Linked DNA regions of Mus musculus: region 2 is linked to region 1. The links are chromatin contacts, called in public Hi-C maps. All regions are on one chromosome and are shown on one strand. Each heading gives the region's core, a stretch centred on a gene start, on an enhancer-like site or on the middle of the called end of the contact. The rest is flanking DNA. Distances are from core to core; before and after follow the strand shown.

Evidence for each region. Hi-C and Micro-C count contacts between places; a contact is called where the count stands out from the background.
Region 2: a Hi-C map of bone marrow-derived macrophages shows a contact between it and region 1, with 19 read pairs. The contact joins two enhancer-like sites. A contact is called at or near these places in 1 of 39 promoter capture datasets (macrophages), 1 of 484 Hi-C or Micro-C datasets (bone marrow-derived macrophages), 5 of 115 datasets of contacts at active chromatin or transcription factors (astrocytes, embryonic stem cells, extraembryonic endoderm stem cells and 2 more) and 3 of 9 other capture datasets (adipose tissue, macrophages and pancreatic islet).

Annotation. Positions count from the first base shown.
Region 1 is chr14:30,106,276-30,111,456 of GRCm38.p6, reverse strand. Cacna1d (calcium channel, voltage-dependent, L type, alpha 1D subunit) reads left to right here. Exons shown (of 47, transcript NM_001083616.2): 20 at 262-391; 21 at 3,612-3,671. Among named protein-coding and RNA genes, the nearest start is that of Gm52106, 36 kb to the right of the region's middle. Within about 2 kb of position 2,191, at least 6 of the 459 cell types and tissues checked have an H3K27ac peak or open chromatin away from gene starts, as enhancers often do. A contact at or near this core is called in bone marrow-derived macrophages, where this site is marked.
Region 2 is chr14:30,360,078-30,365,258 of GRCm38.p6, reverse strand. It overlaps a transcript of Cacna1d not described here. Among named protein-coding and RNA genes, the nearest start is that of Cacna1d, 9.2 kb to the right of the region's middle. Within about 2 kb of position 2,743, at least 26 of the 459 cell types and tissues checked have an H3K27ac peak or open chromatin away from gene starts, as enhancers often do. A contact at or near this core is called in bone marrow-derived macrophages, where this site is marked.

The DNA.
Region 1 (5,181 bases), core at 942-3,441:
GATAGTAACCCCATGTGCAAAGACTAGATGCAGTGCCCTCTGTAGCTCTCCCAGCACAAAACTTCTCACACCAAAGTCTGCCTGTAGGCTCCGTGGGACAAATTGTGGGCCATATTGTTCACCATGGGTGGAAAACAAGAGCAACATAGACGCCGGCCAGCCTCCTCCTGTTCTCTCCTGAAAAAGCCTCACACCTTGGAGGACCCCAGCAGGCTCCGGCCCTTGTCTGCTCCTTGGTCCATGCGGTGCTTTTCTCCACAGGATACGTGTGGGTTGCCACAAGCTCATTAACCACCACATCTTCACCAACCTTATCCTGGTCTTCATCATGCTGAGCAGCGCTGCCCTGGCTGCAGAGGACCCCATCCGTAGCCACTCATTCCGCAACACGGTAAGCCTCTGAGAGAGGAGATGAGGGTGGGACCACCCTGGGGGTCAGCCCCAGCCTGCCTGTGTCAGGCACCATCCAGACAGCAGGCCCAAGTGTGGGAGGCTTGGACTAGAGCTTCCTGTGCTCGCTGTGTGTGGTGCCAGGGGTTGCTTTCTCTGGACGAAGTGAGTGGAGATGCTCGATTACAAAGAAGCCTCTATAATATTGCTCGTGTCTTCAGGGACTTCTTCATTCCTTTCTTCTTACTATGGGGTTTCCCGTTCCTTACTAGAGGCACACTGATAGCTCATTAGAGTCCTAAGGGGAGGAGATAAACTTGAAACCACCCTGAGTAGGTTCAGGAACTCTGACCTTGGCTAGTGAAAGCCCTCTCTTATGTGAATTTACCTAAAGCTGCGCAGCTACCCCACTGGTGAGAGACACAGATCAGGGAGAAGACGTGAGACCAAGTTGAAAGGGGCAACAGGCGGTAGTTACATCTTTGATTATTCACCCAGCGTCATAGCTTAAGGATACACTTCTCATTCAATTTTCCCTATCAGGCTGCCCAGAGCCTTTAAAAACCAATTCCCCTTCTCCCCCAAAAATGTAAAATTCAAAGGAAGCTAATGCTGGAGAAGTCAGTGTATTTGTTGCTATTGTTGGATTTGATTTTGTCTCCCAATGGAGCTATTTTGAGTATGAATATGTTGCAAAAGATCACCAATATCTGAGACTATTAATGATACTATGTTATACTTGCAGATAGGAACACGTTGTCCCCTGAAAGTCTCCACCCAGCAGCTGACTCAGATACAGACATCCACAGCAAAACAGGGATAGGGCTTGGCACTGATGTATCTGTGTTAGAAGATACTTGTTTCTACATTAGTCTTTGCTTCAGGATCTCTTCCCTAGCAGTTCATCTAACTCAGCACTGAGCAAAGGCCAAAGACTCGTTCAGACAGCCATGGGCCCGTTGGCCATCGCATCTGGATCTTGAAAGGCAGTGTCTGATGCTGCCGAGGTACTGCCCGGGAGAGGCAGCATAAGCACAGCCTACCTCTTATGCCAGCAGCTCAGTGCCAGGCTTTGTCTCAGTAACCACGCCTTCACGTTATAGCTCCCCATTCCAGTTCCTGGCAAACCTATTGGTGATGAAAGGATGCTCTCAGGAGAATACGGAAGGGACATTTCCCAGTGGCTCAGGGAGCATCCCTATAAAGATGAAGGCAGTGAGCCTGCCTCAGGCCATCCTCACAGACTCAGCTTTGATTTGAGATCCCCCAAGCCATCTTCATTTAGCATTTAAACGGAGTGGACACACACCCCTCTGTCCTTGAGCTCCATCATAAAAATGGAGCACAGGGCAGGAGGGTGTTTAGAGACTAATCATGATGTCACAGGGCAGGGGCTAGTGCAGGTTAAGTGTGTCATCGTCTCTTTCCCAGTATTCAGTTCCTTGGTTTTCCTTGTCTTTCGGGTGTGTGCTGCTGTTATAACACTACAGAGTTTCATTTTAGCAATAGCTGAGTTTCTAGTGACAAGGGGAGTAGAGGCCACATGAAGAAAGTACTTAAGTCTAAGAACTGGGATTGGCCCCTGGGTACCACATTAGTGTGGCTGCCAGGTACTTTCAGTGTGGGAAGAGAGGATGAGGGAAAGGTGGGGGCAGGGGGCTGATAGTTGACTAGAAAATACACAGTTAGGCAAAGCTGCTCTAGCATTGCCTAGTAGTGCAGAAATGGGAAGTTTGGGACAGGGTTACCTCTGAGGAGAGCTCCCCTACTTCCATGGAAGAGACGCACAGCTCCCCCTTCTGTGGAGGAGAGGTATTGCATGCTCCAGCGGTGACTCCTATAAAGGAGATAACAAAGCCCTCAGACTCTGGACTACACCCACCAACCTCTTTGCCTGTGACTGGCTTTGTGGCCTGAGCAGATGTCCCTGCCCTAGGCCAAATGGTCTCTACAGTCCTTCCAACACCAATATCTTCAGTTCTTTCAAAACCATAGATGGGCTGCTAAGACAGGTCAGTAGCAAAGGGCACTTGTCACCATGCCTGGCCACCTGAGATCACTTCCCGGGACTCAGATGGTAGAAGAAAAGAACTGATAGCTAAAAGTTGTCCTCTGACCTTTATACATATACTGTGGCATATGCATGTGTCACAGACAATAGGTAGATAGATAGACAGACAGATGCAATAAAGCCACAGCACACATATCCATGAGATCAGCACCCAGGACAAGCTTGTGTACTGGCAGTTTTGCCTGATATCTTTCCAGTTGAGAGTCATGGGGTCCTCAGCACACTATGAGTAAGCTTGTTGCGGTGGTTGGACTTCTTGTTCCTGGCCCACTTGCCCTGATTCTGAGTCTTAGTGGCTCTAAAAAAAATCAAGAACCTTGCGTCAGGAGCTCAGAAGATTTTATAGATAATAGGTGACATTTTCAGGAATGCCAATAGAGCAGCCTATACTAAAAATTGGAATGCTACGTCAGTATAGTCTTTGCATGGACCCAGAAAGGCCAGAGTCAGCCTTGAAAGAAAGCAGAGTTTACAGAGCGTGGCAGGAGGAAGACACTAAGTACAAATCATGGTCACAGACTGAGCCATCCCAGCATATGTGGGTGGGTTCAGGACATTACTTGATGATTACATTGTCCGGGGTGGACAGGAACACGTGAAATTTTCTGACTTCATTTGATGCAATTAGCATTTTTACTTATGCTTTTTATAATTAAAAACAGTAGCCATATGGTGCTGGGAATAGATCCCCGGGGCCTTGTGCTTGGTTGGCACCCTTGACTCCTTCACTGACATTGTATTTCTTCACCAATATGAGGCACAGCTAGATAGCAGAGCATTTCATTCAAGTTCAAAACTGCCAAAGGTGTGTGAGTCTCATTTATCAGGTGCTACAACCCACTGGGAGCCCATGCAGAGGGAAGTTTATTAACACAAGACTTTCAGAAACAAGTCCCTTTGGGTCACAATAGGAGCCTGGGAAGCCAGTCAGCCGAAGTGGGTAAAGGAAGCCAGGCTCCCCAACATTCCTTGGTGGTTGCAAAGACGAGCTATGGGTGGGCGAGAGGGGTCCTTCTGAGTGTCTCAGCCTTCCCATGGGAGCAGCAGGTTGTCCTGCCTGGAGAAGGGCCTCTGGACAGAAGCTGGCGGTTCTGCTCTTGGGCATGAATCTGGCATCCTTGGGCTGACTGCTGTGTGTTGTGCCTTGCAGATACTGGGCTACTTTGACTATGCCTTCACAGCCATCTTTACGGTTGAAATCCTGTTAAAGGTAATACATTTCTCCTTGACCCTCCTCTATGCAGCCACAGCAGTAATGGTTGCGTTCTTTGCCTCCCTTCCAGATACTAGGTTATGCGGACTACGTCTTCACGGGTACTTTTGCTTTTGAGATCATTTTAAAGGTAACAGGCCGGCCAGCTCCTCTGACCTCGGCCCCTCCTGTGCTTCAAGCACAGGAGAGATGCGTGAAGTGCTTTGAGCTTTTTTTTTTTCTTCTGTGATCAAGCTGAACTTTTTTAAACTATAGGATTTTTTTTTCACCTGTGGCCATTCCAACGTGTTTTTGCAGTTTTTCTTTAACTTTGAGTGCATGTAGAAGCTATGTTGGCTTCACATTCTAGTTGGAATTGCATTTTGTTCTTTAAAAAAAAAAATCCTCTGAATTTGGTTCACTAATAATGGATATAGCACTCTGTGTGAACGTCCTTCTCCCCTTCCTGACATCAGAGTGAGAAGAAAAGCACCTGTGAGGTGGCAGGAGACACTGTCCCCTTGCTCCTGGGACTACATGGTGGCTTCTGTGTCCTTGAATAGTAACTCACTACTCTCTTGCAATGGGTCTTGCAAGCTATGCTGGGTCTACTTGTGTGGAGATGTTCTGTGTCTCTTTCAATGGGACGGGCTTACATTTGCACAGAGCAAAGGTGTATCTGAATGAACTGCCCGTGCATGGCCTACCAGGTGGTGTCACTGCGTGTGTTGTGTCCCGACTGTGAGTACCCCATGGGGGAGTTCCTTCCTGAGACACAGCAGAGGTCTAGGAGCCTCCAGAAGCTAAGCCTTCAGATGCTGTTGTTACAGCCAACTCCTTATGAGGAGAAGCTGGGAAATGAAGTTACTACAGTTGCCTTTGAAGTATTTTGAGGTTTATGTGTGTGCATCTAAAACAAGTTCTTTATGTTGGGCAACTAGGGACTGGGCTCCTCACAAAAGCTTCCACTGACAAAACCCCAATTAAGGAACACAGGGAGTTGCCCTGTTGTGGCACTGATGTTGCCAATGCGTTCAAAACCACCCTTTCCAAATATGTTCAAATCTTATAAAAGTTAGGGTTTTCTTGCCTAACTGTAGGTCAGTGGGTTTGGTTTTCGTTTCCTCTACACTGGGGCTGAGCAGAGCAGTGGCCAAGGCTTACGTGGTAAAAAAACCAGCACAAAATGCGCCAAGTCCCTGCTCCAGGTTCTTGGTTTTTGCCATTTGCTGCCTCTCCCTCAAGCTGAATTAGGGAATGTGTTCCATAGAGCCATTAGCCTGGTTGATTGAGTTTCTGCTTTTCTGTCTGCCTGTTTGAACTGTTACTCACTCTGGGCTTTGGCAAATAAAAGCCTGGGCTATTTACCACTGTTTTGGTTTTTTTTGTTTTGTTTTGTTTTGTTTTTTTGTTTTGTTTTTTTATGGCTTTTCAAGACAGGGTTTCTCTGTATAGCTCTGGCTGTCCTGGAACTCACTTTGTAGACCAGGCTGGCCTCGAACTCAGAAATCCACCTGCCTCTGCCTCC
Region 2 (5,181 bases), core at 1,494-3,993, 250 kb before region 1:
TTTGTTGTTTTTTTTTAATTTATGCATCTATGATTATGTATCTGTGGGCACATTCTGCCTTTGGGGAAAAGGATGAAATTTCTGGCAACAGTGTGTCTGGTAGAAACATGTAGAATTTATCTCTGGTACAGAGGAAGCCATAATAAAAGGTCTTCCATCAGAGTTTTTGGTCTTCTTTGTTTAGATTGTTTCCTAGCTCTCAGAGATGTCAGCAATGATAGGACCCACATTGTAAGCATCACGGGAGTCTGTGAACTGGATCCACGTGGTGTTGTTTTGAAGGATGGATTAAGATTGAAGAGCAGGGCAGTGGTGGTGCTCACCGTTGATCCCAGCACTCAGGAGGCAGAGGTATTGGACCTCTGTGTGTTGGAGGCCAGCATGGTCTACAGAGTGAGTTCCAGGCCAGCCAGGGTTTCACGCAGAGGAACCGTGTCTTGAATTACCACCCCCCCCCAAAAAAAAACAGGTAAAAAAAGGAGGATAAATTATCATGTTTGTCACATGATCGTATCATGGCAACTCAAAGACACTAAATATTCCTTCCACTGGCTGGTCTCTCCAGAACCATAGAGAGAGGATCACTTGTAGAGTACAGTCTTCAAACTAGAATGTATCAGTCAGTCAGTCAGTCAGTTGGAAAATTGTGGACAGGCAGACTGTGGTGTCCTACCTGTAAAACTTCCCATCCAGGAGGTCTGTGGCCAGTTGGATATATTTGCATTTCTTGTAGGTTCTTCGATGCTGCTGTTGTTACAGCATCAGTAGCTACACTATGTGGGTCTTGTGCTTTATGATATATAAGATGCTTTCTTGTTCCAATCCCTCTTTAGCATCATAGACCGTGGTGACCTTATGGTAGGCGTTTTGCACATGAAAAAACCATCTTAGGAAGACCGACTGCTACAGTTCTCATAGCAGTTAGGAGTTAGGGGTAGCCTGAAGCCTAAAGCCCCGAGCTCGTTCTATTCTGCTTAGGTTTAAGTGGTGCCATTGCAGAGTTCTCGAATGTCAACCAAATGTGGCCAAAACCTCGATCTGATTCTGGGTCTTGGGTGCAACAGTCACCTTGTCGTCCGAGTGATAATAATTATGGTATTTTGAAGATTTATGAAGAAACTTTGACAAAGTATTAAGGGGCTGGAGGAGATGTTTCCAAACAGAAAGCTGTGTGGATGACAAAGGAAAGAGCCAGGAAAGGAAGCCAGTAAGAGCCTGCTGTGAGGGAGGGAAGTGCACAGGGAGACAGGCTGTGGGCGTGTTCTGAGAGTCCCAACATCGAGTCCACCTTGCTCAGGCCTTTCCACTCATGGAACAAAATGGCCATGGCTTTTTTTTTTTTTTTTTTTTTTTTTTTTTTGCCATTTAGTTGTCATTAAGAGTCTATCTAGTATGCTTGTGTAGAAGGCAATTTGTAAACCCATCTTATCCACTCTGGAATTCTCAGCTATTTGCTGTTTAAGTAGCCTCAACCATTGGGGGAGAAAGGCTTTTGATCCCAGTCCCTTTCAGCTCCATGTGTTCCTTGTATTTATCACAATGGAACACTAACAAATATTTATCCACTTTCATAGATGTGTTGACAATGAAGTCTACCACGTGTGTCTCCCTGTCTTGGAGATTCTTTTGCTTAATACATGATTGACTGAGATGTCTTCAGTGTACTATAAACACATATTAAAAATAGCAACCTGAGAAATGCAGGAACTGAATAGAAAGGTCCATATTTCAGGGTGTGAACCTGAAATGCCAACCTGGTCATTAGAGCATGAAACACATAGTCTTTACTGAATTATCTAATTTTTTGTAACAGTTCTTCAAAATAAATGGTTGTTTTAGACACATATAAAATATTTTAAGACTGGAACTTTTAAAAATTTCTGTGTATGTTTATATAAAATCTGGTTAGTTTATCAACTTTTCAAGCCTGCAGTCCAATTCCATTTTTTAACATCCATTTTTTTTTCCATCCTAGTCATGAAGTATTTTCAGACTACATCTCTCTCTCTCTCTCTCTCTCTCTCTCTCTCTCTCTCTCACACACACACACACACACACACACACACACACACACGTTCCCACACTGGCTGAGTACTCCCTGCTTTGTTAGTCAGACGGATTGCAGAAGTTTGCATTTAAGGTCTTTCTTTCCTTCTTTCTCTCTCTCTCTCTCTCTCTCTCTCTCTCTCTCTCTCTCTCTCTCTCTCTCTTTCTTTCTACTCCTTAACTCTTCCTTGACATGTATTTATTTATTTGTGAGTGTGTACATGTGGTGTGTGCATGTGTGCACATGTATACATTTGTGTGCATATGTGTGTGCATGCACGTGTGTTTTTGTGTGCACAAAGGTCTTTGTGTGTACGTGTGTGCATGTGCACATTCATGTGTAGGTGTGGGTGCATGCATGCTCATGTGTGTGTGTGTTTGTGTGTAGGTCAGGGGACAACTTGGAGAAATCTGCTTTCTCTCTCATGTGAGTTCTGGAGATTGTACTCAGGTTGTCAGTGATGCTGGCAAGGACCTTTTCCAGATGACATGTCACCTTCCACAGGCCAGCTGCAGGTATCATTGCAGAAACACCATCAACCTCCTTTGAGGCATGGTCTTCCCCTCTGGTTGAAACTCCCAAAATAGACTAGACTAGCTGGCCAGAAAAACCCTTGGGGTTGTCTCTGCTTCCTCCCTGCTGAGATTGCAAGCACGTGCTACCATGTCTAGCTTTTAAACTGTGAGATCTGAAGGCAGACTCAGGGCTTGTGCGGTTAAGGGAAGAGCTATACCGGAAGTGCTGTACCGACTAAGCCATCCCCTCATCCCTGACTTCCACATTTTACAGATTTTCTGTGAATATATATTACCCTTTGAAGGTATTTTTTTTCTTTACTTTAGATCAAATGTGGTAGGCAGGCAATTTACCACTGGGCCGCAGTCCTCAGCTTATTAAACTTTGAAGGCTGGTCTTGAACTCACGATCCATGTGTCTCCAGTCTTGAGCAGCCAGGCTTACTGACCAATGTGTATCTCAAGTCTGGCTTATGCTATCACTCATTTGTAAGGGTTTTGCTTGTAAGAAAAAAATGAAGGAAATGAAAACTGTTTTTACTTTTTTGAGATGGGACCTCATGCTACCAGATAGACCTTGAACTTGTAAGTCCCCTGCCTCAGCCTTTGGAGTAGCTGTGATGAAAGGCCTGTGTGGCTATGCCCAGCTGTGGAGAGTCTTGATATCCCAGCGATTTTCTACTCAATGCTACCTTTTAAATATTTTAATTTAAAAGTTAAAAAAAAAAGCTTACGCTAGTATCAATGATTTTTTATTCAGATTTATTTATTTATTTATTTAATATCAGGAAAGCTGGGTCTACATATATAGCAACACTGCATCTGAGAGATACTGGTGACATTTAAACTTTGGTTTTATGTTGTGAACTGAGTATTTAAACAACTGCTCTGAAGAAGCAAAAAGGAAACTATAATGTTTGAACTATAAAATTTCTGACGTGTGTTTACTCTCTGGCACTCTGTAACAACTTCCTGTCCTTATAAACTCACCCTTTCGCTTGACTGGGTACAGATTGGTGTTATTTTCCCAGTGGATGACTGTCCCAGTGTTATTTCCAGTAGCTGGTCTGTGCTGTTAACTTGGACTTGGCTGTGCTTTAGTGGTGTTGCCTGGGTTCATATGTCTTCACATGTATAGGTGGGCGAACGCTTATCTTACTCTGATCTACGGTATCTGCTTGGGGCATTATTGGCATTACTTGTTGAATCCTAAATGCTAAAACATGTGCTGGGTATCAAAATAGAACAATATACAAACCCAATTTCGGTGCACTGATTTTGGACTACGTTGAAGGACAGAATGCTGTTATTTTAAAGGGGAGACCCATTACAGTACAGTGATGATACCTTGATTGGGAAGTGGTGTGCTAAAGCAGGGGTTAGGAGCCAAGATCAGGCAAAGAAAGACACCTTTTAAATGACCCCTTCCTCCACCTTTCTTTCTTTAAGTGGGTCTACTTAAGCTAAACACCCAGGTTACATGTTTCAACTTCACGTGTGTGCCAGAGGCTGCACACTTTTTACAACTAATCAATACAATTATCCTTGGTGTGTGTGTGTGTTTCTTTGTTCTTTTGGAGGAAGGCAGGGTCTCAGTATGGAGTTGAGGCTGGACTATAGTGTATCCTAATCCTCCTGTCTCACTCTCCACATGTGATTGATTACAGACACCTAATCTCATTATGTCTGGGCTTGCTCCAGTTTTTAAGCTGAGGAAACAGAGGCCCTAAGAGGTGAGTGATCCCCCTCCCCCCAAACATAACTAGGTGGGGCCAGGTTTTGAGTCTAAATCCACCTGAGTGTAAAGTCCAGCCTCCCTGGTATGCCATATTAGAATATTAAGAACCCTCAGAGATCATGTGTCACAACCGATTTATTTCACAGATGGGGAATGTAAGAATCATGGGTAATGGGACACAGCCTGTATATATTAGATGCTGCCAGGATTTCCCAACTAGGGAAGTAGGGATTTGGTGCATTAGACAGTGATGGTTTAAAAACTGGGTTAAGGGAGATGGGAATGAACCCGTTAAAGGGGCCGCAATTACTCTTGTCTGATGTGAGCTGTACTTGATGGAGGATAGAGACCAGCTGGACTCTTCTTGCGATGGGGCCAAAGCATGAAAAAAGATGTGTTGGGTGGGGTCTCAGTAAGTTACAACTGAGAAATCCTGGTGGTGGGAGACAGCAAGGCTGAGGGGAATATGGGGTGCCTAGTTATACTCCAGGATAGGGACCCCCTTTCTCTGAAAGCTGCTCTTACATGGCTGCTGTTTTGTTTTATTTTGTTGTTGTTTTCCTCCTGCCTAATCTTAGGATATTTTGTCCTTGGCAATAACTGCAGTTAATAAGTCTTAATCGACCCATTAGACCTTCCTGCATTCTGCAAATCTTTCTACCTTCCGCTCTGTCCTGCTTACTATAGACAGAACGATTTCCGTGACACACAACTCTGATATTTCCCTGCTCAAAAGTGGCCAGAGCAGCATGATCCCCTGCATCCCAAGTGTGGTCTATAGACTCCCAGTGGCAGCGAATAAAAATGCAGGAAGCTTAATTAAATTAGAAATAAGAAGTAAACAACTGTGTTTTAGTTTAAGTATGTCCCAGGCACCAGTG